7 separate regions of the Mus musculus genome follow, and all the other regions are linked to region 6. The links are chromatin contacts, called in public Hi-C, Micro-C and promoter capture Hi-C maps. All regions are on one chromosome and are shown on one strand. The core of a region is the stretch at or near the end of the contact, and the rest is flanking DNA. Distances in the headings are between cores, read along the strand shown.

Evidence for each region. Promoter capture Hi-C pulls out the DNA fragments that hold promoters and counts their contacts. Hi-C and Micro-C count contacts between places; a contact is called where the count stands out from the background.
Region 1: a promoter capture Hi-C map of pre-B cells shows a contact between it and region 6. The contact joins the promoter of Gid8 here to the promoter of Rbm38 in region 6. A contact is called at or near these places in 2 of 39 promoter capture datasets (the HPC-7 cell line and pre-B cells).
Region 2: a contact with region 6 is called in a Hi-C map of B cells, with 6 read pairs. The contact joins the promoter of Ss18l1 here to the promoter of Rbm38 in region 6. A contact is called at or near these places in 1 of 39 promoter capture datasets (the C10 cell line) and 2 of 484 Hi-C or Micro-C datasets (B cells and the G1E-ER4 cell line).
Region 3: a contact with region 6 is called in a Hi-C map of the G1E-ER4 cell line, with 7 times the contacts expected there. The contact joins the promoter of Lama5 here to the promoter of Rbm38 in region 6. A contact is called at or near these places in 2 of 484 Hi-C or Micro-C datasets (both in the G1E-ER4 cell line).
Region 4: a contact with region 6 is called in a promoter capture Hi-C map of pre-B cells. The contact joins the promoter of Rps21 here to the promoter of Rbm38 in region 6. A contact is called at or near these places in 1 of 39 promoter capture datasets (pre-B cells) and 2 of 484 Hi-C or Micro-C datasets (the G1E-ER4 cell line and erythroblasts).
Region 5: a Micro-C map of the G1E-ER4 cell line shows a contact between it and region 6, with 4 times the contacts expected there. The contact joins the promoter of 4921531C22Rik here to the promoter of Rbm38 in region 6.
Region 7: a contact with region 6 is called in a Micro-C map of the G1E-ER4 cell line, with 6 times the contacts expected there. The contact joins the promoter of Rnf114 here to the promoter of Rbm38 in region 6.

What each region holds. Positions count from the first base shown.
Region 1 is chr2:180,708,423-180,712,165 of GRCm38.p6, reverse strand. Gid8 (GID complex subunit 8) reads right to left here and starts at 1,940. Exons shown (of 5, transcript NM_001289652.1): 1 at 1,816-1,940. It also overlaps a transcript of Dido1 not described here.
Region 2 is chr2:180,040,098-180,044,232 of GRCm38.p6, reverse strand. Ss18l1 (SS18, nBAF chromatin remodeling complex subunit like 1) reads right to left here and starts at 1,750. Exons shown (of 11, transcript NM_178750.5): 1 at 1,365-1,750. The coding sequence starts at 1,433. It overlaps Psma7 (proteasome subunit alpha 7), which reads left to right and starts at 1,769. Exons shown (of 7, transcript NM_011969.2): 1 at 1,769-1,955. The coding sequence starts at 1,860.
Region 3 is chr2:180,223,532-180,227,643 of GRCm38.p6, reverse strand. It overlaps Lama5 (laminin, alpha 5), which reads left to right and starts at 1,785. Exons shown (of 79, transcript NM_001081171.2): 1 at 1,785-2,153. The coding sequence starts at 1,842. It overlaps Gm52542 (a long non-coding RNA gene), which reads right to left and starts at 3,025. Exons shown (of 2, transcript XR_003953984.1): 1 at 2,961-3,025; 2 at 1,330-2,705.
Region 4 is chr2:180,255,175-180,258,938 of GRCm38.p6, reverse strand. Rps21 (ribosomal protein S21) reads right to left here and starts at 1,560. Exons shown (of 6, transcript NM_025587.2): 1 at 1,492-1,560; 2 at 1,256-1,318; 3 at 1,088-1,151; 4 at 882-953; 5 at 654-709; 6 at 495-561. The coding sequence starts at 1,305. The coding sequence ends at 552. Cables2 (CDK5 and Abl enzyme substrate 2) reads left to right here. Exons shown (of 10, transcript NM_145851.2): 10 at 1-400. Mir3091 (microRNA 3091) reads right to left here and starts at 1,403; the gene lies at 1,328-1,403.
Region 5 is chr2:179,975,219-179,979,474 of GRCm38.p6, reverse strand. It overlaps 4921531C22Rik (RIKEN cDNA 4921531C22 gene), which reads right to left and starts at 2,622. Exons shown (of 2, transcript NR_033782.1): 1 at 2,283-2,622; 2 at 462-2,026. It overlaps Taf4 (TATA-box binding protein associated factor 4), which reads left to right and starts at 2,829. Exons shown (of 15, transcript NM_001081092.1): 1 at 2,829-4,062. The coding sequence starts at 2,829.
Region 6 is chr2:173,020,277-173,024,296 of GRCm38.p6, reverse strand. Rbm38 (RNA binding motif protein 38) reads right to left here and starts at 2,395. Exons shown (of 4, transcript NM_019547.2): 1 at 2,027-2,395; 2 at 1,382-1,505; 3 at 916-970. The coding sequence starts at 2,257.
Region 7 is chr2:167,501,354-167,505,485 of GRCm38.p6, reverse strand. It overlaps Rnf114 (ring finger protein 114), which reads right to left and starts at 2,043. Exons shown (of 6, transcript NM_001360930.1): 1 at 1,885-2,043. The coding sequence starts at 2,027.

The sequences.
Region 1 (3,743 bases), core at 691-3,190, 7.7 Mb before region 6:
GGCCCAGTCAGAGTGATATGGTGAGACTCTACCTCAGAAATAAATAAAAATAAAGAACGTTTTACATTCAAAGTATCTACGCTTTAGAAGGGAATATGGCTGCACATCACTTTAATAAAACAACACTGGATGGGAAAAATAGTACAAATTAAAAGAGAAGTACAAGTGACATGAGTTTTGTAAAATCAGATATGAAACAACTACATGGCATGTTTTTAGCACAAAATATTGTGATCTTAAGCAAAGACAAGGATTCATACAGAGACTCTTTTTTTTTTCCTGTGACAGGGTTTCTCTGTGTAGACTTGAACTCACTCTGTAGAGCAGGCTGGCCTCGAACTCAGAAATTCACCTGCCTCTGCCTCCCAAGTGCTGGGATTAAAGCCTTGTGCCACCACACCCGACCTTCACACAGGGATTCTTTTATGAGGGAGTAAGGCAGGACCCTAGGTGGTCCACAGGGCGTGTCAGCAGGGGTGGGGGTGGGGGGCAATTAGGGTAGCTCTAGGAGCATGGGCTGGATCATTTTCACTCGGTCAGTAACATACACTTCACAGATATTAGTTTGTGCACTGCAAAGGACCAGCTAATTTGTTTTACTATGTCATAAAATTGAAAGGTGGCTCTGGTTTCTGGTTTGACAATGGAATGCATACTGGATGGAAAGAGCTTAGCAGTCCAACAAAGAGATATCCTACTGCTGGTATAGTGGACATCAGAAGAGAAGCCAAGATCAAGCTTTGACCTCCAAATTAACTAATGGCAGCTGTTGCTGGACTGAATATGAAGGGACAAGAGAAAAGAAAGAAGCACGGACAGACTGCCATGTCAAGTGTCAGGCCTTAGAAATGAGAGCATGGCAACGTGGGAGAGATGCAAGTAAAACAGGTTGGAGGAGCAGGGCAAGTCTGGTGCAGAGGACTCTGGCAGTTAGGTGTGGTAGGCCTCTGGATTACAGGTCATGGGGACCCACGCTAAAAACAGTAATTTGGGAAACACGCATATACACATACTGTGGGAAAGATATTTAAACAAGAGTCTTTTAAAAAGATATTAAGTTTAAAAAAACATTACGATTCCAAAGCCCATTTGTGGAGAGTTTGCGCAGTGAATGCTATAGAGACTTCGAATTTGGGGCATGCCAGGATTTCTAGTTCTGGCGGACTTGAAGATCCCAGCAGCCCAAAAGGTAGTAGTAGTATGGAGGAGGCGGGAAGTGAAACTAAACCGGGTTGATGCCGCTCCATGCCACAGGATGACAGCAGAATTCACCGATTCGACTTTTATTCAGAAGTAAGGTAAAGATCAGTGTTGGAAAAATGTTCCCCAAGAAGGTCCTTGCCTCTCGATTTCCACTCGGCGCCGGGAAAGGTTATCAAGCAAGGCTAAGGACAGAGACGGGGGCAGTGTTTCTGTAGGACTCAGAGGTCCCAAAATTCAGCGGTTACACAGTCGCCGGGGATGCAGCCTAAGCCCCGAGGATGACTTTTAGCGCAGTAGCTGCGTCTTCACCTTTCCGCTGTCCCCTTCACCGCGCCTTTAATGGCAGAGACGTGCGAACATTTGCAGTAACTATTCGGGTCCCGGCAGCACCCGGACTAACAGCGCGGCCTCCAGTCCTCCCGCTCCGGGGCCCGGCCGTGGAGGGCAGAACTGACCGCCCCGATCCCCGCTCTTGCCTTGGGCTTCGGATACCCTGGGCAGGGCAGCCTGTCGGGCACAGACCCCCGACCTCTGACCTCCGCGCCTCGGTCCACCCCGGAGCCCCGCGGAGACGCTCGGCACGGCCGTCAGGGCCCGCTGCGGCCATCTTACCGTGCGGATCCCGCCTCCCGTGCGACAGTGTCTGGGTGGCGGCTCCGCGGCCGCTCCCGGGGCCGGGGAGGGGCGGCAGAGACTGCGGAGATAGAGGAGGCGGAGGCGGCGGCGGCGGCGGGGGCGGGGGCGGGGCGCGGAGCGGAGGTAGCTACACCGGCGTCGGCCCCTCAGACACCTCTCGCGAGATCGTAAGATTTCGAGATGCGAACTGGCAACCAATGGAATCCTCTCGCGAATCGACCGCCCGGGCGGTCGCCGGAAACCAGGGTCTCAACTTCCGTTTTTGCGCAGAACTCTTCGGCAGGGCTCTGGCTCTACGGGTTGGCGCGAGAGTCAAAAGGCTCGCATCGCTTTTGCGCAAGATGGCTGCTGCGGGGGCATTCGCGTACTGAGTGCTAGCGCGGGGATGGAGACGTGTAGACTGAGTTCGAAACGAAGGTCCCAGCTCTTTTCTTGTTTTTGTGTGTGTGAAGTGGGGGTGGGGCGAGTAATAGGTGTGTGTGAACACCGGAGTGCGCGAGATGAGGAGGGCATTCCCCGGCTTGTAGTCCGCCAGGCTCTAGTCCCAAAGACAAGGCCTCCGGATGTGAGCGAGCTCCTAGGATTTATTCCGGGAACGTTGTAATCGAGGCCTGATCAGCGTCAGAACGGCCCTGCCTAGAGCGATCTTTGTGGCCACGCTGGAGAGCGGACTGCGGAGACTGTTGTTCCCTCGTTTCTGGGCACTAATAAAGGTGACTCCCTAGTGCTGGGGTTCTCAGGGACATGCACGAAGTTAATCCCTACTTCTAAGGCAATCATCGAAGCAGAGCGGATCCATGCTTCAGAAGTGCTCACAGTGGGGACCCCTCCGCCGAGGGTACTCCCTACTTCTGGGCGCTCACAGTGAGTGTCTTTTTTCTTAGCGGCGTATGGTGTGGACCCAGCTCTGAACTTCGGCGGAGGGGATTTCTGCCGCCGGAGAAGGGACCCCTATTCCTCCCAACCCCGAATCCTGTTTACCCAATGCCTTGTTATGGGTTAGATATTCCGGTAAGGGATGGGGGAAGTTGGAGGCTCTTTAACACTGCCGGATAGGAACGGTTAAATGGGTATTTGCATATTTATGTGTCCATTGTCTACCGGAGGTGAATGCAAATTCAGTCATTGTAATGTAAAGAAATTCTGGAATGCTTCTGGAAGGAATGTTGGTCCGTCCGCCCTGAGATGTTTGGGTGTGCTTGTTTAAAGATGAACTGTCCAGGGAAAGCAACTTCTCATTGAGTCACTGAAAATAAGACCAGTTTAGCAGATCTGTCAGACACAATGACCACAGTGGCAGTCTCTTAACTCCATAGCTCTACCCGAAGCTATCCAGGTTGGTATCGACAAACTTTGTAGCACTTACTTTAACTCTGGGTAAAGTTGGATTATCAACTCAAACTTGTGCAAGGGAAGAGGCTGGTATCATGAGGAGAGAAGAGGGTTAACTCAGAATGTTAATGCCTCTGTGGATGGTGGATGAGCAATCTGCTAGTCCCCTAGTCTTTTCTACAAACTAGCTCCTGTTGAGGGTTCTTCAGCTGCTTGACTTTGAGCTCATCTTTGCTGCTTGCATGACATTGTCACATATGTCCTCCCAGTACTATTTCTCCTACACCCTGACCTTCATTTCATGTAAGGCATTTTTTTGCCAGTTGATTGCACCCGGACTCCTGTTGTTCTCTTTGGGCTGTGAAATGCTCCCCTCCACTGCTTGGGCTTCCCTGGGAAGTTCCACTAAATACCAGCAAGTTTTGTCTTTTCCTTTTGCTCAGGTGATAATTTTTATTTTTTGAATTTTCCAGATAATGTTTCTCTGTGTAGGTAGCTTGGATGTTAGTAGTGTGCCTCATAGGCTGCTCATGGTGGCATACCTAGAGGCAAGTGGATCTCTGTGCGTTCCA
Region 2 (4,135 bases), core at 501-3,000, 7.0 Mb before region 6:
AATTTCTGCCCTGAGCTGAGGTCAGCCAACATCTCCTCTTTGTGATCTGATGTTTGGCGTAGTCCTCCAATACACCTTTGCCTGGAGAAACTGAGGATCTTTGATGAGCACGTTTGACTACTGACTAAAAATGTTGAAGCCAAAAGTGGCACTGGAAAGAGTGACTGTTAAGATCCAGCAGCCAGAGTGCCTGGGCACTGTCTGGACTGCCAATGTGTGGAGTACTCCACCCTCCACCAACCAAGGCTCCTAGTTCATGGCCACACAGACAGCAGCCTGTGGAGCCACACGGAAGGGCTACTATTAGCTTTACCACGTAGCCTCTGTAGCCTCCTTCACTAAGTCACTTCTGCAAAAAGTTAAATGTGGCAAGATCTATAAAACCTGCATTTCTGCTTTCCTCCAATAATCTCCCCTGCTAACTAGGACTTGCCAACAGTGATAACCATTATGTTCCTAAGGAGGATAGCAAGGGTGATCTGGGAAACAGGCGACAAGCGAAGAAAATCCCCACAAGCCTCTGAGGGAGTAGAGAGGCCAATTTCCTTTGGGAACTAACTGGCTCAAAAGAATTCAAGAATTCTGTAAAAGGAACCAGAATTAGGAAAAGCCATCGCGTAAGAAAGATGCCTGGAACCGCGAAGGCAAACAGTAAGAAGCTAAAGTGTCCAAGCCAAAACTTAAAGCTTCCTTTTGTTAAAGACGTCCACACACCCACGCAAACGCCTTCTCTGAGAAACTGGCCCAAACTAAAGGATGAAACTGAGAGACTGCAGGACAAACCTGCGGTGTCTGAAGCCAGGGTGCAGAAGGCGAGGCTCGCGGATACCCAGTGGCCCGAGCGGGGGCGGGGCTGCGCTAGCCTCAAGTCCGCCGCGTGCAGCAAGCTCTGGACAGCGGTGCGGGCTCTGGAAATGGCACGCACACTTTGGATGCGTTCCTTTGTGCAGGGCACCGCAGTACCTCACAAGAGCGGCCAGCTCGCCGCAGCGGCGCGCCTCCAGGCTGCCTGCTCCCCCTTCTCCACTCGCCAAGCATCGCGCAAAGGCGCGCGACCGTCGCTACCACGGCTGTCAGCAGAGCGCGACAAGCCCCCGCCCCGGCTGGAGGGGCCGCGGGCCCTGGCGTCTCGCTCTGTTGCGTCTGCTGCCTGGGGCGCTCTGGGAGAAGAACGCGCAACGCGCTCCGGGGTCCCCACCCCCTGCGGCCGCCGGGCCCCCGCTGCCAGTGCCTCCAGCAAAGTTGGCGCAGGCTTTCCTGGGGGCGCGGGGAGCCGCCGTCAGGGCTCCGTGCGGCGGGCTGTGCCCCGGCTTTGTTCGTGCCCCGCGCCCACCCGCACTCTGTACCCCCTCGGCCATGCCCACCTTCTGGATGGTCTGCTGAGTGACCTCCCCTTTGCCTCTCGGCCGCGCCGACGCGAAGGCCACGGACATGGTGGTGGCGCGGACTCAGCCCGTGATCATTGGGGTTTATTCTCCGGCTGCGCCCCGCGGCCCGAGGTGCCCATTCTCCGCAGAGCGGGGGCGGGGACACGGGGGGCGCGGTGCCGTGGGCTCGCCCGCCTGCCTGTCGCCAATGCGCGCTCGAGTCCCCCGCGTCCCCACGCCTTACGCGACTGCCTCCCAGGTCAGGATACCGCGCGGAGGCCCCCTGCACCCGGCCTGCGCTCTTCGTCCAGCCGGTAGCCGGTACACCGCCCCCTGTGCTGAGCTTCGGTGGTTCCGCCCGCCCTGCCCCGCCCCGCCGTGCCGCACGTCCCCCTGACGCCAGACGCCAGCAGCGTGGCCCGGGAGGGCGGGGCGCTGACGGTGAGTGTGCGCTTTTGAGCGGCGGCGGCCCGAGCTAGTGCGTCCGCAGTGATGAGCTACGACCGCGCCATCACCGTCTTCTCGCCCGACGGCCACCTCTTCCAAGTGGAGTACGCGCAGGAGGCGGTCAAAAAGGGCTCCACCGCGGTGAGCCGGCCCGGGGCCTGAGCGACGGGGTGCAAAAGGAAGCGGGGCACGCAGACCTGGGCGCGGGGGCCGCGCTATCTGCTGGCGGCGGGTGGACCAGGAGGTGACGGGAGCTGAATGGTGACGACGTAGGAAGGGCACCAGGTCGCGGGGACCGCGCCGCGCTTCCCGGAGAGCCGGGCGATTTTTTCTGGCTTCCCCACTGCGGAGCATCTAGGCGAGCGCATCCCCGGGGCTGGGCCGGGGCCATCTTGGTGCTGTGCGCGCGGCGCGGACGGCGGAGGCCGCAGGTGCGCGCGGGCGGCGGGAGGCTGGCTGTAGCCGGCGCCGGCGGGGACTTGGGGATCTGCGAGCTAGGCCCAGGTGGGCGTTGTGAACAAAGGGCGATTCGTCGGCCCTGCGATGGTGACAGGCTGCTTCCGGGTCCGCATGCGCCACCGACGCCGTGTTCTGGTTCCGGTGGGCCCTTCTCACCGCGCCCCAGTTTTGTTCAGTCCTTAGCACTGTTTGGAAAAGGACTCCCCACACCTGTAAGCGCCAGCAGTGAGACAGTTTTAGTTTTGGTTTTTGTTTTTCCCGAGTCACCGGATCTTCCGGAACACACGTGGTTCCGAGTCTTGAAACGCTTACATTTCCCAGGTATTTTATCTCCTTGAAACTAAAACCCCAAAGCTTTTGGTGACCCAATCCACCCAAGAACTCTGGAATGACAGGGCTTGGAAGTGCAGGCCTGTATAATCCTGGCATTTAGAAGGTTGAGGCTCGAAAAATCTCACAAGTACAAAGCCAGCCTGGGCTTCTAAATCTAGAGACCCTAAAGACTTCTAAAACTATAAAGACTCTTTGTGGTTGTGTGTGTGCATTATTAATTTATTATTTTAAAAGTTATTTTTATGTGCGTTTGGCCGTTTGTCTATATGTATATATCTGTGTGAGAGTGTCAGATTCCCTGGAACTAGAGTTGCCATATGGGTGCTGGGAATTGAACCTGGGGTCCTGTGGAAGAGCAGCCGCTGAGCCATCACTCCAAACCCAAGAGATACAGCTAGTGAGAAACCGTCTAACAAAAGAAAAACCTGTGAGGCCAGTGAGGTGGCTCCCTGCACTGCACCTGGTGACATGCCTGGAATCCCAGTCTGGGAGGCAGAGGCAGGAGGATACACTGGGCTTGCTGATCAGTAAGTGTAGCAGAATCTGTGAGCTTCAGGTTCAGTGTGAGACCCTATCTCAAAAAACAAGTTGGAGGGCTGGAGAGATGATTTGGCAGTTGAAGGGTGCAGATCTGTTCTTGAAGAGTACTGAATTTAGTTTCCAGCACCCAGATTCTAAGGATCAAAACTGCCTTACACTTAAGCTCCAAGGGCTCCAGCACCTCTGGCCTCCATGGGCAGCTGTACTCAGAGGCACAGACACAACATACTTAAAAGTAAAACTGCTTTTGACGTTGGAGAAGGGTTGAGGAAGACACCAGTGTATAGACCTCTGGGCTCCACGCATTCAGTAGGAATGTTCTAGAATCTGGGGTGCCTGTCTCCAGTGCTCCCAACTGGCAGCTGCCTGCTGCATCCAGCTAGCTTTGGATCCTGTAGGTCACAGGAATCAACACAGAAGGAACGTGTGAAATCACTCCAGGCCCTTGGTGAGCCTTGTGGGAGGTTCCTGGTATCTGGAGGTCTGGGCCCGGGAATCCTGTTCCACATCAGAGGGAGCTGGCAAGGGGCGGTGCCCTCTACCCAACCACCCTTTCCGGGATTGCTACATTTGTTTCTGTTCCTCTCTTGATTGAAGGGTTAAGTGAGGTTTCCTGGGTTTATTGTGGGGTTTTGTTGTTGTTTTAACAAAATTTCAATCGCTGGATTTTACCAATGAAGACTCAGGAACCAGATACTGGAGTGAAAGCCTACTGGCTCCTAGAGGCAGAGAAGAGCCCAGCTGACCTTCCTCAGTCAGTGTCCCACCAGGAATCCTGCCCCTTCTCATGCTGACTCAAAAAACCTTCAAACTGAATGTCCCTCCTTTCTGCTTCCTTTGTCTCTATCCATCCTCATGATTTCTTCTTACTCTATGGTTTTTGTTTTTGTTTTTAAATAATCTTCACTTCTGGCCAGCTGGTTGCATGTCCTGCCTCTTGACTTTATTTAATCTCGTTTACAATATTCAAGCAGAAAGTCCTTGGGCTA
Region 3 (4,112 bases), core at 536-3,035, 7.2 Mb before region 6:
AGGACCCCCAGCTGCTAAAGAGGGTAGAGGCGTGAACGAGAATGGCTTCCTGGCGGGCATGGGGGACTTCTAGGCAGTAGTAGGGTGGGGCCAGCCATCTGGGAACCTGCTACTGCCCCAGCTGTGCCTCACACGGGGTCTTAAATCAGCGTCTGAGCCTACTCTACTGAATTCCAGATTCCTCCCTGTCTCCCGCCCTCTCTGGAGCCAGCCCCTCCCCCACACCAAGCCTTCGAAGCAAAGGGAAGCGGCTGCCTTGCCCTCCCCCAGGTGGAAAACTAATAGTGAGGTTATAGAGGAATTCCGGGGAGGGAAAGTGGAAGCATCCAGGGAGGGCAGCTTGTCTTGACCTCGCATTTTCAACGGAGACTGGGGTCCTCCCAGCCCCTTGGGGTTTAAGATTTGTAGGAGGCTGGGGGGTTAGTCAGGAGGGCAGGAGGATGGTGCAAATTTTCCAGACAATTACGGGTCAGAACTGGGCCAGGACATGATGGCAGTGTTTCAGGAACTCACTGGGACCCTTGGGATTATCCAGAAGGACCAGCAAGAATGGGAGTCCTACCCAAAAACGTGAGATGGTGGCCTGGCTAGGAGATAAGGGGAGCTGCTAGCCCTGCTGCTGAGTTCGACCTCTACACCCCTGGGGGCTTTCCTGTTTGGTCCTAGAATCCAAGGGAAGGGAATCCAGTGGCTGTGGCTGAAGCAGACATGAGGTACACAAGCATCTTAGCTAAGCCTCTAGGACGTTCAATGTTTGCAACTCAGCCAGGCAGATCAACTGGAGCCCACTGTACCCCAGAAACACAGGAGCTAGAGGCACGGCTTGCTTAAAAGATGTCTAAGCCGGGCGGCGGTGGCCAGCGCCTTTAATCCCAGCACTTGGGAGGCAGAGGCAGGTGGATTTCTGAGTTCGAGGCCAGCCTGGTCTACAAAGTGAGTTCCAGGACAGCCAGGGCTATACAGTACAGAGAAACCCTGTCTCGAAAAAACAAAAACAAAAAACAAACAAACAAACAAAAAAACAGAAAGAAAGAAAGAAAGAAAGAAAGAAAGAAAGAAAGATGTCTAAGCAAAGTCTTAGCTTCCCAAGGAGCCTATGGAGTGGCACCTATAGGCCAATGAGCATCCTTGGATATGCTCCATGGGTGGGCGCCTGTCATTTCTTTGCTCTTGTATTGATCCCCTATTGCAGAGGAGTTTAAAACCCAAAGGGGTAGACAGGGCTAAATCCGACCTAACAATGGAGGAAGTAGGGGGTCTCCTCCTGTCTGGTCTTCTCCACCCCCCCCCCCCCCACCATTTGCAGATCACATCTCCTCTGGGTCCCCATCCACAGCTACACACAGTTTATTCAAATACCAACAGGGAAGGAAGAGAGTAACAGGCTAGGGCAACGGGGAGGCGCCAGGTGGCTGAGACCTGTTTGAAGTTAGGGAAACAAAAACAGGAGCCGCTGGGCGGGTAGAGGCAGGCCCGGCATGCTGGGGTCCTGAACATCCACGGAAAAAGCAAGGGGTCTCAGTGGGGATCGAAGCCACCACCTGGGAGAGAGGAAAGGCTCAGTAGCGCCAAGTTCCCGCGGCCTGGCGGGCGGCCAGCAGGTGCCCCTTCCAGGACGCTGGTCTGGCCGGGGTCGGAAGGGTTAAGGTCCCCAGGCCGCCCCCTCTCTTATGCCCTCCCCCAACCCCCTCTCCAGGGCATAAGGCTCGGGCGCCAGGCGGGCCTGGGCGGGGCCTGACGTCCTCGGACAGGCGGGGCCAGCGGGACCGGCCGCCCCAAACTAGACTTGCCGGGCTCCTGCGGTGCGCGCTGTCCCTAGAGCCGCAGCCCCCAGCAGGAAAATGGCGAAGCGCGGAGGGCAGCTCTGCGCGGGGAGCGCACCGGGCGCTCTTGGCCCCCGGAGCCCCGCGCCACGGCCGCTGCTACTGCTGCTGGCTGGACTGGCGCTGGTAGGCGAGGCGCGCACTCCCGGGGGCGATGGCTTCAGCCTGCACCCGCCCTACTTCAACCTGGCGGAGGGCGCTCGCATCACCGCGTCCGCGACCTGCGGCGAGGAGGCCCCGACGCGCAGTGTCTCACGCCCCACCGAGGACCTCTACTGCAAGCTGGTTGGGGGTCCGGTGGCTGGCGGAGATCCCAATCAGACAATCCAGGTGAGCGCGGCACGGAGGAGCTGGTTACACCATCCTGTGGTGGTCCACCTCTAGCGCCGGAACCCAGACATCTCGTAGGGGCTCCCAGTGCTGGGGAGAGTAAGTACGGACTGACTCTCCCACCAAGACTCCCTGGCCCCATGTTTTGATGGACTAAGGGGGACCCTGATGCGGCTACCGAAACTCGTGCAGACACGGCACGTGCCTCTGGAAGAGCCAATGAAGTGTCCGACTCGCGGACCAAGGGCCCCTGGGGCTGGTGAAGCTCGGGGGTGGGGGTGGGGGGGTGACCTAGGCAGGAGGGGACCGGTGATCAGTCCTCGGCAGCCGTAAGTCCGGGATCCCTGCGTGGGCGGAACTTGGCCAGGGTGCCCGCTGACTGTGAGGAGGGGGCGGGAGCTCCTTGTTACCCCGGGACAGGCAGGAACCTGTTGGCCTCCCGGATAGGGACGGAATGAGCGCGGAAGCCGCACCATCGCCGGTTTCTCCTGGTGTTGGGTCTCACTGTCTCAGCCAAAAGTTGAAGAAGCTTCTTTGCTTGGGATCTGGGAACTTCAGAAGGAGGTGGAGAGCGCTAACACCTGTGGGCCATCGTGGAGGAGCCCCCTGCCCAGCAGGTGGTAGGCTCTGGGGCTTTAGTCTCCCGGGAGATGTGGATTCTGTACCTAAGGACTCTCCTGAGCCCTGCCTTTCAGGCTGAGCCTGCAGGTGGGCCACGTTGTCCCCCCCCCCCCCCCCGCAGGACTCCTGCCTCACGTTAGGGACCTAAGGAGTTGGGAGCCATTAGGGCCTGGTAACTTTAGCTACCTTCTCTAGGGACCTGCTTCCACGTTCCTGGAAGGAGGCTGGCGAGGGAAAGAATAGCTGAAAAAACGGATTCGTCGGGGTGGAGAAAGGGGAGCGGTGAAGGAATTCAGTTCTGTTTTCTGGTTTACCTGGCCACCACCCTCCTTGCCTGCCCACCCCGCCTGTTCTCGGGCCTCCAAGTGGGGAGGGGGAGTTGAGAAGGGCCGGGCTCCCTGCGCTCTGGTTCCCTTGCAGTCTCAGAGTAAGAGCAGGTGTGGGCCATCAGAGACAGGGAAACTGAGGCCTGGGAAGGTATAAACACTTGTTTTTGAAGCTTTACAAGTCAGAGCAGGATCCGTCTGAGGCGAGCGTTCAGAAGTGAGGTGCCATCAAACGGTGGTGGCGCAGGCCTTTAATCCCAGCACCTAGGCAGGAGGGGACCGGTGGCAGAGGCAGGTGGATTTCTGGGTTCGAGGCCAGCCTGGTCTACAGAGTGAGTTCCAGGACAGCCAGGGCTACACAGAGAAACTCTGTCTCGAAAAAACAAAAAACAAACAAACAAAAAAAACAGAAGTGAGGTGTCTCTTGGCCAGCGTTGCTCAGTATATGGCTTCAGGGAGCTGAGTCTCAGGAGGGGGCCCTGTAGGGATCTGTCCTGACCCAGAGGGACTGCCTGGGATCCCAGGGCCTTTATCTCTGCTTACATAGTAATTGTTATTCTCTGGGAAGGGAACTCAACTCCTTTTGCACATCCTGGTCCTGGACCACCGATCCTGCTCTGCTAGTGCACAGGCCTTCTCGGAGGGTCACTGGCTCAGATGGATCTGATTCTGCACAAATTGTTATTACCTCTTTATAGTGGCAAAGGTCCAGCCAGGTGGTCAGAAGTTACAGCCCCTCTCTGCTGCACCTCCTTGGTGAGAAAGTAGAAATTGCAGCTGCTTCAGCAATGGCTGAATCAAGGGGTTAGGCATGAGAGTCACAGATTGTCCCCAAGGAGTCAGGGACCCTTTATGGCAACAAAAGAGGGACTGGTTATCCCGGATAGGAGCCCGAGAGTCCTACAGGGCCTCTGGGCAAGATGGAGAGTGGCTTGGTTCTCCTGCCCTCCCCATGGGCATCACAACTCTGCTGGCCTCACATAGAGCATGACTCAGTGGAAGGGAAAGTCCT
Region 4 (3,764 bases), core at 311-2,810, 7.2 Mb before region 6:
TTTTTTTAAATGAACTTAGATATATATGGCTGACTGATGGGATAAATGTTATTTAAGCTTCTAGATGTAGTAAGGTGTATTCATTTTACCAAGCTGGTCTGCTGTTAGTCCTTCCTAAGCTTCGCTAAGAGCTGCTGGTTTGTGGTATTGAGCACTGTTAAAGCCAACCCTTAAACCAAACACGGGCTAAACAGAGTCCTATAGACTGAGTCCAGAAATCTGAGGTATATCCATGGTGTCCAGCTGGACTGTGACCCAATGCCACAGACCTGGTGCTGCACCCGCAGCGCTCAACAGGACACAGCTGTGTCAGACCTCAGAATGTGGTGTATGTCCAGTAGGTTATGAATGGAAGGTGTTAAAATGTTTTTGTTAAAGTAAAACTGGTTTTTGCAACATACTTCCTTGCTTGTCTCCTTTCAGGTAAGTGTGCGGCCCTTTTCTGGTCACAATAAAAACACCAGCCCTACATAGTAAAAACAGCAAAAGCAGACTTAACTGTCACAGGTACTTAAAACTTTTATTTGTAACAAATTCCCGATTTCTTCTGCTCAAAAGTTCCTAACAAAGGGGAAAAAGTAGTATTAAAAGCTGTATCTCTTGGGAAGTCCCAAGCCACTCAACCCCAATGTGAGATTGTCCCCCACACTTACTTTGAGACAATTCCATCAGCCTTAGCCAATCGGAGAATAGAATCATCTGACTCGCCCTTTAAAATTAAAAATAAATACCTGAGTATCCACACAGAGCTGGCTCCCTGCTTAGCAGGCAGAGCATGCACTATTAAGCCCAAAACCATTCCCACAGGAAGAAAAGGACACCACCATCAGAGCTCAGATGTCACATGAACAGTACAAGGCAGACCAGGTGGTAGAACTCACCATCCTGCGAATGGCCCCGCAGATGCCATAGGTTTTAAACTGGCCATTAAACCGGCCTGTGGTCCTATCAACCTGGGTTAAAAAAAAAAAAAAAGAGGTTGGAAGATTCGACCTCACCCCGATGTTAGTAAACACACCAAGAGCCAGGCTGAGGCCTGAGGGCCTCGTAATTCCTTCCCTCAGGAACCGTCAGGTTCCCAGCTCACCTCGGCCACGTTCATCTGGATGGACGCGTGGTCCTTGGCAGCAATGATGCGGTTGCTTGCGGAGCTGGGTAAAGAGATGCACAGTGCGTTTAATAGGTCGCAAAAGAACAGTGGATGAATGGGAGCGGGGAAAGCGGGCGCGAGAATGACGGGCCCGCAGATGCTCACCATTTCCGCGGCACGTACAGGTCCACAAACTCGCCGGCGTCGTTCTGCATCCTGAGGCCGTCCCTGCAGAGTTACCACGCAGGTCTTGAGACTGGTCAGGCCCGCACTCCGAGTCTGCGGGCCCAACCAGACCCATGGCCCGCAAGCACTCTCGGCCATGTGACCGCGACCTCCCCAACTGCGCCCAGCCCGGCCCAGCCCGGCCCCGCTCGCACACAGCCCGCACCGAGGCCTACCTGCTCACTTGTCCAGCGAGAGCGCAGAAAGGAAGTAGCTCGTGCCTCCGCAGCACTATTGGGCAGGAGGGCGGGTCCTCGGTAAGTGCTTCCGGGTCAGGGTACTCGTATCCACCATACCGGAGGCCTGTTTGTGTGTTTTAACTTCCGCTTCCGGTGCAAAGAAAGCCTGGCTCTTTCCGCACAAAGCACAGGCATCGGTCCCTGTCTCCGCCTCCAGCCAAGACATGCCTTCTTCCTCAGGCCCCGCCTCCATTGCGGAGTCCAGCCCCTCCGTCCTCCGCTGGAGAGGTTGGACTTGGCTTGTCTTCCAGCCGCCCTCGAGGCTAGCTTGTCAGAGGGAGCCCAGCCGCTGCTGGATCCCTGACTCCACCGACCTGAGGCGCCGCCAGAGCCTGGGAGGGGAACGAGCGTGGCGGAGGGAGGCGGGAACGGGAAGACCAATCCTCCGAAGAGGAAACTGAGGTTGGATCAAATGAGCTGGACCGCTGGCTTTCCGCTGCACATTCATTCTCTTCAAGAACCCCCTACTCACCCTGCGTCCTTGCCATCCTGCCCCTCCTCGCCCCAGGCCCTGCCCTACTCCTCTGGCTCCAGCCGCCACCCGGTCCACACGCCTAGGGAAGTGAGTCTGGCCTGAGAGTGCACGCCTTTAATCTCAGCATTCGGGATGCCGAGGCAGGTGGATTATCTATTTGAGGCCACTCTGGACTACACTGAGTTCCCGTCTCGAAAAAGGAAAGTTCCCAGACCACAGTCACCATAATGCTCAGTAAGCCTCTTTGTTTACGAGGTCAGAGAGCAGCCCGGACACAAGACTGCCCACGCTGTTGACGACTCTCCTGAGATTACATTTCTCCGTGAGTGAATCCACTGCTCACTCATCTGTAGAACTTTATGCCTGATATCTCTCTGGGACTGGAGCTGCAGTCTGGAGCTGGGACATACACCCAGTTACATGGTCTTGGGGAGAACCTCCCTGCCATGTGCACACTGACTGGTGATCACCTTCCAAGACTGTCTGTCACGGGGTCTGGTGAAACCGAGGCTACACTTTCCTCCTCACACCTGGAAACCAGTAGTCATGTATGCATTAAGAGTTCCCGCGCAGGGCGTGGTGGCGCACGCCTTTAATCCCAGCACTCGGGAGGCAGAGGCAGGCAGATTTCTGAGTTCCAGGCCAGCCTGGTCTACACAGTGAGCTCCAGGACAGCCAGGGCTACACAGAGAAACCCTGTTTTGAAAAAAATAATAAATTCCCGCGCAGCAGGGGTTATCTTTCAGATTAGGCACAGACACCTTACCCAAGCACCTGTTTTCACAGAGAGCTCCTTTAAATGGGGGTGGGGAAGAGGAGTTAAAGTGGCTGTTTTCTACTTGGTCAGAAAAACACAAGCAAATGACCTTGCAGGTGTAACTTTTAATAAGAGAAAAGGGGGGTTCCATGCTAGACCGGGCTGCACAGTGGTGTATTTTGATTGGATAGGACTTTTAATAGCTGGACTTTGGTAGTCAGCCTCACGAGGAGGAAGTGACCATATAAGGGAGTAGAGTTTGGTGGCTAACTTTAAGAATGGAATCTATCGTGGTTTTTTTTTTTTTTTTTTTTTTTTTTTTTTAAGCAAGGCAAAAGGAATGGGCTAGAAGGGCAAGGCTAGCTGGGCGTGGTGGCGCACGCCTTTAATCCCAGCACTCGGGAGGCAGAGGCAGGCGGACAGCCTGCCTGAGTTCGAGGACAGCCTGGTCTACACAGTGAGTTCCAGGACAGCCAGGGCTATACAGAGAAACCCTGTCTCGAAAAACCAAAAAAGAAAAAGAAAAAAGAAAAGAAGTGAGGATACCAGAGCCTCTGACCTTAGGAAAATCACTGTTCATATCATCCATAAGGCATGTGGACAGGGGTGGTTTTAGTTTTGAGATCTGCAGCTGCTCTGGCTGCATCCGTGCATATTGAATTGAACCCTCAAGGCCTCCTTAGTGGCCACAGATGAAGCAGCCGATGTGCCAGGAAGGAGAGCATGGCCAAAAGGAAGCCCCAGAAATCTTAGTAAACTCCACTCTGCAAATTCAGCACTCCTTGAAAGGGCTGGGACTGGAGTCAAGTAGAAAAGCTTAATGCAAATGATGCTAGGCAGAATGTTCAGAAAGGTCTAGCCTGTGGTAACTGCCAAAAACAATGCCCAGAGCCCACCTAACATGGTAAAAGTAAGATTCGCAAGGATCAAAGAAGTAGTAACTCCACTGCACCTCCAAAATAAATGAAGCAGGAAGGC
Region 5 (4,256 bases), core at 1,373-3,872, 7.0 Mb before region 6:
TGTCAAAACAAAATAAAGGAGAGACCATAGCCAGGTGAGTCCAGAGATGGCTGAAGCTACCACAAGGTAAGGGTGCCTGACACAATCACCCAGAAAGCAGGAACCAGTTTGAGGTCTCCAGCTACCATCTAGTGTGCACTCTTGCCTGTGTCTCTGTCTGTCTGTCTGTCTGTCTCTCTGTGGTGCGTGCATGTATGCATGGAGGTTAGAGGTCAGCATCAGGTATACAGGTGTATTCCTCAATCATTCTTATTTTTTGAGACAGGATATTTCACTACACTTTCTGGGCCAGTGAGACCCAGGAATACTGTGATCCCCACCTCCCCATAGCTGGGATTACAGATGCATGCTGCTATACCCAGTGTTTTCATGTGGGTACTGGGATTCAACTCATATCCTATCATTTCACCAAGCGAGCCATCTCCTTATCCCTCCGCTTTGCCTTTTTTTTTTTTTTTTTTAATTAAACATCTTGTGCTGGTGAAATGGTTAAGCAGATAAAAGTAGTTGCCATATTAGCCTGATAAAAATTTGATCCCTTAAACCTATGGTGGCAGGAACCTACTTGCAAAAGGTTGTCCCCTGTTTCTACAAAATGGGTGTTTTATTTATACTTTATATTTAATGATTCTTCCTTTTCTCTTTTAATGCTAGTTCAAACTATGAAAGTCATAATGGCCTATGGCAATGTATCAAAGGGAGAGACAATTTAAAGAAAATTTGTTCTTCAGTCTCCAGAGTGACAAAGGTTAAGGCTTTAATAGTGTCTACTGCCCCTTGCATATAGATTTTGAGGAGGGGAGGAGACTTTTTAGCTCCACCCACTTCAGTCTTAAGAGCTCTGCACTTGAAAACAGCTACCTGAAAGATGTGTGGCTCCCACACTGGGCTCTGCAGCAAGGAATGAAGGGACTGGTGGGCACAGACCCTAAACCCTGCACCTGTAACTTAAGTCTTGGTGGCTCAGGGGCTGTGTCATTAGCAGATGCTTAAGAATGGAAGGAGGCTGTGTACCGTGGTACCAAGAGGCCTGTGAGCTCCAGAGCCTGGGCTTTGCTATGGCTCTCATTGTTGTGCTCCCTGTCACCTAATGGCTTCGGGGTACAGGCTACTGTACACCTAACTGGTGGGTCCCATTAACCGGCATCAAGAGGATTAGCAAGAACCTTCTGATCCTTTGGTCCACTTTAAAATCTTCAAACCATTATCAAGAGTAAAGAATTCTGTGACTTGTGGCTGGGGGCTGTGACTAAGTAGTGTCCCACTCACTCAGGATGATGCTCTTGGCCCTGAACGTGTTCTCCTGTGTCAAAAGAAGACTCGTGGGTTTTATTTACAACTGTGAATTTCTGTTCCTTCTAGTGTGTGTCAAGCCTATACTGGCTTCTAGCACCCAACCTGCTTCCTCATTGTCTCTTTCTTTTTACTGGCTTTCCAAATCTGGAGGCTGATGTTCAAGAACAAAATTTCTGTTATTTAAGGATTCCCAAGCACACTTTGCAAGTGAGGGCACTGTGGGGTTTGTTTGTTTGTTTTGTTTTTTGGCTTCAAGGCGCACAGTTCCTTAGGTAGACTATTGCTTAGAGGACAGCTGGGGTAGGGTGGGGTTTGTATAGTAGTTATATAACTCATTTAGTTTAAAAGGCTGGGACAGGATCAGCACACAGGCTGAGAGTTTATACTCTGCTTTTGAGAGAATAGTTCTCACCTCACCTTTTTGATACAGGGCCCCACAAGACCCCCAGGCTGGCCTCCAACTAAATGCATAACAAAGGTTGAACTCCTTTTCCTCCTGCCTTCATCTTCCGAGTGCATGGAGGGTGTGTGTGGGTAGTAAAAGCTGGTGGGAAGAGTCTCTTTCAAGGCACGAAAGGAAAAAAAAAAAATTACAGTGTCAAATTCCTCATTCCCCAGTGCTGGATCTGTGCAGACCGTGGCAAGTCTCTTCAGAGGTGACGATGATTCTAGGAAGGTCAGTTGCGTTGAGGTCCCCAACAAGCTTTGCCATCTGGAATTTGTTTTCGGCCTTTTCAAAAAAAAAAAAAAAAAAAAGGAAAGACGAAATCCATAGCGATGTCCAATAAGACGGCCTTTTGGTTAAGAAAACACCCAGAAAGAAAGGGGAGAAATGGTAACGAAAATGTTCCTACAAAGTGCCAGCAAGCATCAGTTTAGAGGATTTACAACCAACCCCCCCCTCCCCCACGAGAAAAGTAAATAAAGAACAAATCAGCTTCCGGATGTCCAGCTTCGTCCGGGGTGTGCACGGCCCTCGTACTAACCGCTGTAAGTCAGGGGAGCTGACCCGTCGTGTCCGCGGCGTCCTCTGCGCACCTCTCCGCCCCGAAAGCGCCTTCGTGCCAGGACTCCTGCTCCTCTCTGACCGCCGGGGCCCCGGGAGCGCCCGCGCAGCTGTCACCGCCCGCCCTGGCCGCAGCCATTTTGGAAGGGTGCAGACAAAGGGCGAACCCCGCAGCCGGCTGCCGCGACCCACCCGGCGCCTAGAGCCGCCGCTCTCCCGGCCCCGCTGCCATTCCCACCAGCGCTCCAACAGCCGACCAGCACCCAGCGCCTAGCCTGCTCCCCGGCCTCTGGCGCTCGCAGCCATTGGCCGCGTCTTTTAAGAGCCCGCCGCAGCCAATCGGAGGCCACAGGGGCGCGGGCGTGGGCGGTGCGTGTCGGCGCGCCTGCGCAGTGGGCCGCCCCTCCCCCCTCCCTGCGCGCCGCGCCCCCGCCCGCCCCGCGCACCGCCCCCCGCCCCGCTGGAACCTCCTCCTGCCCAGGCGCGCTCGGCCGAGCGGCGGCGGCGGCGGCGGCGAGGAGGAAAGATGGCGGCGGGCTCGGATCTGCTGGACGAGGTCTTCTTCAACAGCGAGGTGGACGAGAAAGTGGTGAGCGATCTGGTGGGCTCGCTCGAGTCGCAGCTGGCGGCCAGCGCGGCCCACCACCACCACCTCGCGCCGCGCACGCCCGAGCTGCGGGCCGCGGCCGCCGGCGCGCTCGGGAACCATGTTGTGAGCGGCAGCCCGGCCGGAGCCGCGGGCGCAGGGCCGGCCGCCTCCGCCGAGGGCGCGCCCGCAGCGGCGCCGGAGCCGCCCCCCGCAGGTAGAGCGCGGCCGGCGGGTGGGGGCCCGCGGCGCCCGGGCTCCAGCTCACCGCGCCGCTTGCTTGTCCCCGCAGGGCCCGCGCCGGCGCCCGCCAAGCTGAGGCCGCTGCCCGAGGCCAGCGCGGGGCCCTGCCCCGCCGCCGCTGCCGCTGCCGCCGCCACCGCCGCCGCCGTCGCGGGGCCGGATCCCGCCGCCGCCGCCCCACCCGCCGGCCCCGGCGCCTCCAAGCCCGGCCCGCCTGGCCCGCCCGGCCCCGGCGCCGCGCAAACTTTGAATGGGAGCGCCGCGCCGCCCACCGCGCCGCACGCCGCACCTGCTGTCAGCCCGGTCAACAACGGGCCCGCGCCGCCGCCCGCCGCCGGCTCTGTCATCCAGGCGGCCCCCGCGCCCGCCGCGCCCTCGCCGCCCGCCGCGCCCGCGCCCGCCGCGCCCCCGCCGCCCGCGCCCCCAGCGCCTGTCGCGCCAGCCCGGCCGCCCGGGCACCCCGCCGCGCCCGCGCCCCCCGTGTCACCCGCTGCCGCTGCCGCCGCCGCCGCCGCTGCCGCCGCCGCGCAGAACGGGGCCGCTCCTGCCCCCGCCGCGGCCTCCGGGGGCGCCGCGGGGTTGGGCCAGCCGGGCGCGGGCGCGCAGGGGGCCAAGGCCGAGGCGCCCAAGCCCGGACCGGGGCCCGGGCCGGGGCCGGCGGCGGCGGCGGCGGCGGCGGGGGTCGCGGGCGGGGGCGCGGCGGGCAGTGTGCTGCTCGGGCCCGCCATGCCGGGCGCGCTGCCGGGGCCTGCGCCCGGGACCCCCGCGGGGCTGGCGAAGGGTGCGGCCGCGGCGACCCCCAGCCTGCCTCGGACGCCGGCGGCCACCACCGGCGCTATCCGGGCCACGCTGACGCCCACCGTGCTGGCCCCGCGCCTGCCGCAGCCGCCGCAGAACCCGACCAACATCCAGAACTTCCAGCTGCCCCCAGGTGAGTGGCAGCGCGCGGCGGGAGGCCGAGGGCGGGTGCACCAGGCTGCCCTGGCGTTCCAGGAAGTTCTGGGCTGCATTCTGGGACCGTGCCCTAGTCGGGTGGCCCGAGAGGCCGAGGGGCGGCCCCTGCCCAGGTGACCTGCCAGTTTTGAGGGCGTCCCAGTCCTGGAGCTCCCAGATCCCTCGGGGAAC
Region 6 (4,020 bases), core at 1,146-3,645:
TCCTGCTCAACTCCCATCAGTCCCCAAGGATGACTGTGAAGAATCCTGGTGCCACCCTACGGGACAAGCACATTTAGAGACAGCAAGCAGCACCCTCTCCAGTCATCTGACCCACTGTGCTGGCCAAGTTCAGCTCCAGCCCCAACAGACACCCCACTCTACCCACCCCCCAACCTGGGACACAAAACCCAGCAGCCAGGATTTGACAAGATTGCCACTGCAGAAGGTAGGGTCCGTGTCAGAGTCCCCACCCACCGGCTCATTCACAGCTAGTCTACACTGAACAAACAGACCAAGTACCAGGGTCCAACTTTTGTGTCTCTTTAACTGTGCAAGTCCTTCCCTAAGTAGCTACCAGGCCTATCAGTCTTTTCAAGATAGAAGGAGGGGGATACAGAGCAAGTGACTCACACAAAAAGCCAACCAGTGGCAGTCACCTACTATGCCATTCACAAACATCAAACCTCAGCTGGTACAGACCCACAGTAGCTACCTTCGTGGCATCTGCCCACATCAGAGAGCACTCCAGGAAGAGCCCAGCCCACCAGGTCCAGCCTTAACATACACTTCAGAAGAGCTGCCCGCACTAGGTGTGTGCCAAACTCCCCAACTCGAGAGAGTTAGAAAAGCTGTCCCCACATTCATTCACTGCACAGGTGAGGAAGTGGATGCCCATGTGACACCTGGCTGAGGAGGTGTCGCATAACTGGGGGCAAGGTACACACCAGGCTCGAAGACATGTGCTCCCCTCTGGGTTAGAGAAATGCAGTGGGTCTTATCTCTCCCTCCACACCCCCAATACACAATCTAATTTCTGAAAACAGCCATTCCCCAGCCCTGAGAAGAGCTGAGAGGTCCACAGCTGTCCCACCTCAAGGCCTTCCTTCCCACCCACAGCCAGCTACAGCCACTCACCCGTAGGTGCGCTGGATCAAGGTGGGGTGTAGTTGCTGCACACCAACAGCAAAGCCTAAAACAAGAGAGCAGTTAGGAACAGCACACTGCATGGGTAAGGTCCCAGGGCCACACACAGGGAGGGCAAATAACACGCGCCACTCTCCTGGTCAAAGCACATTAAGTCCACAGGCTGTACCAGCTTTTCGGGATGATCCCCTGCCTGGTCGGCATCTGACTTCTTCCCTCCCCAAGAGTAGGAGACTTTGGAAAAAAAAAATCATTATCCCTGGGACCATAAACTGCCGAGAAAGAGGAGCAAGCTCCCAAGCCAGGGGTGGTTGCCCTGGGCTGCCTCTGCAGGCACATGATTGCTGGCTGCCACTCGGGGACAAAGGGGGAGCGGGGGCAGCGTTTTTCCATCAGACAGATACCAAAGCTGAATATAGAAACAAGGAGGGCTGGAAAGAAAACTCAAAGCTCTTACCCGTCTGTAAGCTCCTAGGCTTGGCACCCAGGTAGGCCAGGTTCACATTGGCCTTGCGACCATCGATGATAGGGTTAGGGTCTTTGCAAGCCCTATCAGCCGCTGCCCGATCTGCCATGGTCACCTGCAGGAACACAGAGGGTCAGGGGCTTTGGTGGCTGGCTGAGGAAAACAAGGCAGAGAAGGGAAGGGGGTTTTGCCCGGGCATCGGGCCATCTCTGGGTCTTTCCTCCCAGAAGAGTATCTGGTATTTAGGACCCTTGGGGCACTGTCTTCTCTGCCTCCAGGGCTGCAGCTCCTTCCCCAAAGTTCAAGTGCGGAGTGCCTTCAAGGACAGCGACAATCCCCTAGGAAGTGGAGTAAAGGGAACCTCAAGGGGAGTCCTCCCCACCCCCCCGCTGTCCAGGCCATCAGTAAGTACCGTTAACTTTCTCAGAGAATTAGTTTGGGGACACTAGAGTGGAAGGAAGTGGGAAACCGTCTTCAAGTCGCTGGCGCTAACAGCTTACGCTTCTTTGGGGCAGCTGGAAAGTGTGGGGGAAGGGCCGACGGCCCCGGGAAGCCCCGGAGTCCCGGCTGCGCGCGGCGGGTCTGGGAGGCGGTGGGGGAGGGGCGGCGGCAGGTGCGCGCGCCGCGGGCACTCACGAAGCCGTAGCCGCGGGACTTGCCGGTCTGGCGGTCGGTGATGACCACGGCCTCCTCGATGTCTCCGAAGCCCTCGAAGTACTTTCTGAGCGATGCGTCGGTGGTGTGGTAGGGCAGGCCGCCCACGAAGATCTTGGTGAACGTGGTGTCCTTCTGTGAGCCGTGCATGGCGCTGGGGGCGGCGGACGGCCGCGGAAACACACTCGGGGAGCACGCGGGCTGCAGCAGCATCGGGGCCGCCGCTACCGAGCCGGCCGGCGCATGCGGGGGTGTCCCAGGCCGAATCCGAGTTCCCCACGCTGTCCCGCGCCGCTTCTCCGTCCGCCGCGAAGCGTCTACTCCGCGCCCTGCGAGCTGCCGGCCGCCTTTGTAGCCGGCCACGCCCCGCGGTCACGCCCCTCTCGTTTAAGACACGCCTTTGGAAGCGGGGGCCGCCGGGAATTGTAGTTCTAAGTACGTCCCGCGTGCCAGGACGCGGGTCCGGCGAATGAGGTGACTTAGCCCCTAGGTGCTCGCCGGTATCAGCTTGTCTGTCTCGCGGGGCGCACGGTCCGGTATATTCCAAGCGTTGCTTGATTCAGTGGTTTACACCCGAGCGACTAGGGGTGCAAACGTACTTGTTAAAAGGTCCGAAAAAAAAAAAAAAAAAGGTCCGAAGGAGTGCCTCAGCTACTCATTCGCGAACCCTTGTGGTTTGATCTCCCCATCACAAAAACCTGGCTGGTGACACACACCTGTAAACCCAACACTCAAGAAAGAGAGTCAGTTCAAGGCCACCCTTGGCTATATACTAAGTTTGAGGCCAGCTGGACTAAATCATACCCTGTCTCCAAAAAATAAAAAATAAAAATAAAGGGCAAAGTGAATTTGCCATGTTTATAAAAATAATTCACACGCACACCATAATACATCACACGTACTTTGGCGGTCCTGTGGTGTCAGGGATTCTCTGCTGGGACTTCAACAATGGCATACCCCGGGACACTAGGTAGTCTGTGAAAATGAGGGCTAATCGATAGTGAATACACCTTTTACAGTCTTGTAGAAAGCTAAGAGCTTTCTACTTTCTACTTTCTACTGTGAGGAAGAACAAAGGCGGCTGGGCTCCCATGTCACTGACATGGGACCGCCTGTGGGGTCACCCTTAGCAGGAGAACAAGCAGAAGGCATGACATGGCCTGTGTAGAACGTGGGCCAAGGCTGGGACCATGATGCCAGTCTGCAGAACTCTTCCCCACCAGCGCAAATGCAAACGTGGGGCCCTTGTTAGAGACAGAAATTTCAAACAGCCGAGTGGAATACACCGGTGATCCTAATACTGAGGAGTTGGGAGGGTGGGAGGGTTCCGGGTCCATACCCTGCTACACAGAAAGTCAGAAGCTAGCCTGTATGATGGGAAACCATAAAATAGAAAGAAGAAAATGGGAATTTCAGCACAGAAGCAGGCACGATGCTTTAGCCTCCGGGCCAGGAAGCAGCCCTGATCCTGCGTCCCTCATGTCCCCATTCCTGGTTATCACACTGGGACCTGAAGACCTACAGCTTTTAGTGGGGCTAAAACTGGCCTGGCCCCACTGGTCAAGGCGGACAGTAAGGCAGGCAGCCTCTGGGCAGGTTCAGCCCCAGTCAGTCTAGTCCCCTTCACACAGAGCAGAACTCCGAGCCTGCTGGGGATACCCCTGCCCAGCGCCTCACTCTCTTGGCTTTACCTTCCTCGCTTCAAGTTTCCTTTGCTGTAAGGCTTGTTCTCCCCAGACCCTACCCAACCGGGGCTTCTTTCTGGTCTAAGGTCTTCTGCTGCTGACGGAGCTCTCTAGCAAGTGTTGCTCAAGGCGTAGCGTAGGGATTAGCAAGAGAGGCGTCTGTTGAGTGAATCCCTGGTGGAACGTAAAGAGGAGGGGGCTCCAGACCAAAGACCCCTTAAAGAAGCGCCTTTTGAAAACTCGTTGAAGTGTGTTTTGTTTTTGTTTTTGTTTTTTTTTTTTACTTATTCC
Region 7 (4,132 bases), core at 794-3,293, 5.5 Mb after region 6:
GTGCCTGAGTTATACCCTTACAAGGAGGTTGCATCTAGCTTCCTGTGTCTGGAGCTGACTTTCAGTTTCTACTTCCTAGAAATGGGAGTCAACTAGTTCAGCCTTTCTGTCAGTGCTCTTTAGCATCAAGTTATCTGCGCTCCTCCAGACCTGAAAGGGTGTAGCCACAGGGCTTGACCTGAATTTCATAAAATCAAATGCTCCAACCACAGCTGTAGGACTCTCCAGCTTCAAAGGCAAACATTAAAAATCAAGTTGGCAGAGCCCAAAGCACTTGGAGGAGGCTCAGAGAAGTCAGCTACCCTCACCAAGGTGTGTCTGACTTCAAACAATCTGCTGAGTACGGAGGCTGGTTATGTTTGCTATGCTGGTACTGCTTCTTGCCCTATGATGTAGGAAAAGGTCAAGGAAGCCTCAAAGCCTGGTGCTTTTCAATCAAGTCATGTTTCTTCACAAATGTTAACAGCCCTCACGTGCTCTCCTACCGAATACACCATAGTTTGAACAGTCATTAGTATTTCCTTTAAAAAAATATGAATGTGTGTGCCGTTGAGGACAGCTGGAAATCTGGGGACAGTTTGTGGGAGTCAATTCTTTTACCATGTGGCTCCTCAGGAGCGAACTGAAGTCATCAGGTTTGGTGACAAGAGCCTTCAGCTTCTGAGCTATCTCACTGGCCACTACTTACCAAACAACCTCCTGAGCTGTAAACCCGAGGGCCAAATTGCCTTCTTTTGGTTTTTGTTTGTTTGTTTTTCGAGACAGGCTTTCTCTGTATAGCCCTGGCTGTCCTGGAACTCACTTTGTAGATCAGGCTGGCCTCGAACTCAGAAATCCTCCTGCCTCTGCCTCCCGACCGAGTGCTGGGATTAAAGGCCTGCAACACCACGCCCGGTTCCAAATTGCCTTCTTAACTCTATCCCAAAACAGCAAACAGAGGGCATGCAGACACTCCAGTTAACTGACTGGGAGGGAGTCTGGGTTCGGCTCACGGTGCCGAACACCGGCTTTTATCATCGGACAGAGAGGACATGGTACTCTCTTCTTGGGTCCCTACATGTTGCTCCGTGTAATGAGAAAGCTAGCAGAGTCGAGAGAGAAGTGAGGGAGGTCATCAGGACGGGAGGCCTGAAGTAGTGGCGGCGGGCGATCGGTAACGGCTACCTGTACCTGAACCCAAGCTGGCAGGAGCCCAGTGTCCCTGCAGGCATCCCTCCCACAGTGCTGGGAAGGCCCCGCCTCGCTCCTGGGGACGGTCTGGCAGGCGACGCTGGCCCGAATGAGCGACCCTTGACACTTGCACTTTGATTCACCCGGAAAAAGGCTGGCACTCACAGGACAGCGGCGGGAATGCCTGTGCGCCCAAAAAAGGGTGCTGGAGTTGGGGGGGGTCAGGAAGCCCGATTCCTGGGTGAGCGGCAGTGGGCGGGGCCGCGGAGGGACGTGGTCGAGCATCCTCAGGCTCTTCGGCTACGGTGTGTTTGAAATGTGCAAGAATGGGATTCAAATCCCGCTAAGCGGTCACAGGAGCCAGGGAAAGCCCAGGCCGCCCTCGCTCAACTCCTGAAGCGGCTGCGGCAGCCTGGCCCGCGACACCGGGCTTCACTCACGCCGAGGGAGGCGGCCTCCGCGAGCGAGCACCCCACACCCGGTCCGCGGGTACGGCCGAGCGTCCCGGCACTTCCCTCTTGTTCCAGCCTAGCCCGGGGCCCACTGTCCATACTTAGCCCGGCGGCCTCCCGCGCACTTCGGAGGCGCCGGCGGCGGCCCGGTGAGTCGCGACGCCGAGGCTCGAGGGGGCCCGCTGTGCTCCCTCGTCAGACGCCGCCGGCCGCCCGCCGCCTGCGCACCGCGACCCCTACCCGGCAGGCGCCCGCCACTCACACGTGTCCGCAGGGCACCTGCACCGGCTTCTCGAATACTTCCAGGCACACGGGACACGTAAAGCGGCTGAGGGGGTCCGTCTCGGACGCCGGCTTCGCCGACTGCGCGGCTCCATCTCGGGACTCCGGCTGCGCCGCCGCCATCTTGCCGCTGAGGAGCGTCGCGCTGAGAGAGAAAGAGCCGCCGAGGGGGGCTGGGGGCGGGGCCGCCGTCGTTTGCGCACGCGCTAGGGGCTGAGATGGGCGGAGTCCACAACGCCCCCTCGCCCCCTGGAGCTTTTGAAAGCTGCCGCCCACCAGGTGTGTAGATGGCGTCCCGGGGAGAGCCTAGAGGACGCAGCCACACTGAGCCCACACCTCTCACCCACAGGAACTCAGACCGTGAATGTGTATTGTTATTACAGTTGACCTTAGCTAGCTCACCAACTTGCCCAGTTGAGCTTTGAACTTTCCATCCTCCTGCCTCAGCCTACCAAGTAATTGGCTGTATAGTCTGCACCACCAGGTGTGGCCAGATGATTTGATCTGATTTCTCAGCGTCTTTCCTAACCGGAAAGGAGGAGGCAGGACTTCCTGCCTGCACAGCTAACGGGGTACAAGTGTATCTCACAAACTCCCGTGGCTTGTTAGGTCGATACCACCTCCGTGAACCTTTCCAGTTTTCTAGACATATTTATTGCCCTTTTCCTATGGCTTGTACGTGGCCTGGAAAAATAAAATAGGACAGAGGCTTGGACTGAAGGAGGTATAGTATAACAGGAAGTCACTGGACTGTGCGCGATCAGCCAGTACCTTGAAGACCAAGAGTTCCAGCAGGTGTTGGGTACTGGCAGTGATTGAGTCCAAGATCAACAAGGAGTTGATTATCTGGAAAGCACTGCGTCCAGGGCTGGGGTGTGGCCACCAAGGAAGAGGTCTCCTCTAGCATGGCACACGGGCTCCTGGGTTCCATCCCTAGCAGTGTATATGTCATATTTGGTAGTCCACACTCAGAATCCCCAGCACTTGAGAAATAAAGGCAGGAGGATCAGAAGTTCAGAACTATCTCGGGCAATATAGTGAGTTTGAGGCTAGCCTGGGATACGGGGTGGTATACTCACCTGTAGAAGTCAAAATGTTTTGAGCTTTGAGGTCAGCCTGGATTGCAAAAGAGACCCTTTCTCAAAAACCAAAGCAACAAACAAAATAGGTGCTTCTAAAAAGGTGCACTTCAGGGGCTGGAGTGATGGCTCGGCAGTCAGGAGCACTGGCTGCTCTCACAGAGGTCCTGAGTTCAATTCCCAGCAACTACATGGTGGCTCACAACCGTCTGCAATGGGATTCGATGCCCTCTTCTGGTGTGGCTGAAAACAGGCACTTTGTGTGTGTGTGTGTGTGTGTGTTGGGGGATTCGAGACAGGGTTTCTCTGGGTTCCTGGCTGTCCTGGAACTCACACTATAGACCAGGTTGGCCTTGAACTCAGAAATCCACCTGCCTCTGCCTCCCGAGTGCTGGGATTAAAGGCATGTGCCACCTCCACCCGGCAAGGTACTCCTTTATTAAGTAAATAAATCTTTTTTTTTTTTTTAAGTTGCACTTCAGTATGAGCCTGCAGGTCAGCATGCTGTGACTCTGGTTGTGTCAGGCTGTAGTTCAGTGTGCTTGCGGCCCTGGGTTTGACATCAGCTTTGGAGAACCTGGCTCGTGAAGACTCCAGAACCTACTGTGCTTTTACTGAGCCTGGCTTTTACTTAGCCTTTCCTTCCTTTCCCTTTTCCTTTTTCTTATTTTTTTTATTCATACATGTGTATATATGCACTTGTGTCTGCAGGTGCTTTCAGAGACCTGAAGAGGGTGTTGTATCACCTGGTGTTGGAATCACTGGCCATTTTGAGCCACCCTGTGAGAGTGCTGGGATCAGATGTTCCTGACTGCTGAGCCATCTCCCTAGCCTCTACTATGGTTTTCTTCCTGCCAAGGGATGCTGGTATGTTAACAAGACTCGGCAGGCATGTGGCTTTTCCTTGCTTGCTTCAAAGGGCAAAGATGATCGCTTTCTGCAAATGACCCTTTGAAGCCCTGTGCTTGAAGGCTATACGCTATACACACTAAAAGCCATGACCTCTGGGGACTGTTTTCGGAGCAATTAAACAGCACCCAGATGAGCTCAAGATCCAAGATCCAACCCCCTGAGCTGTGTCTCCTTGGAGGTGGGTTGGGGGGGGGGCAGATCCTCAGTAATGATGCCTCCTAGCCTGTGGCGGTGGCT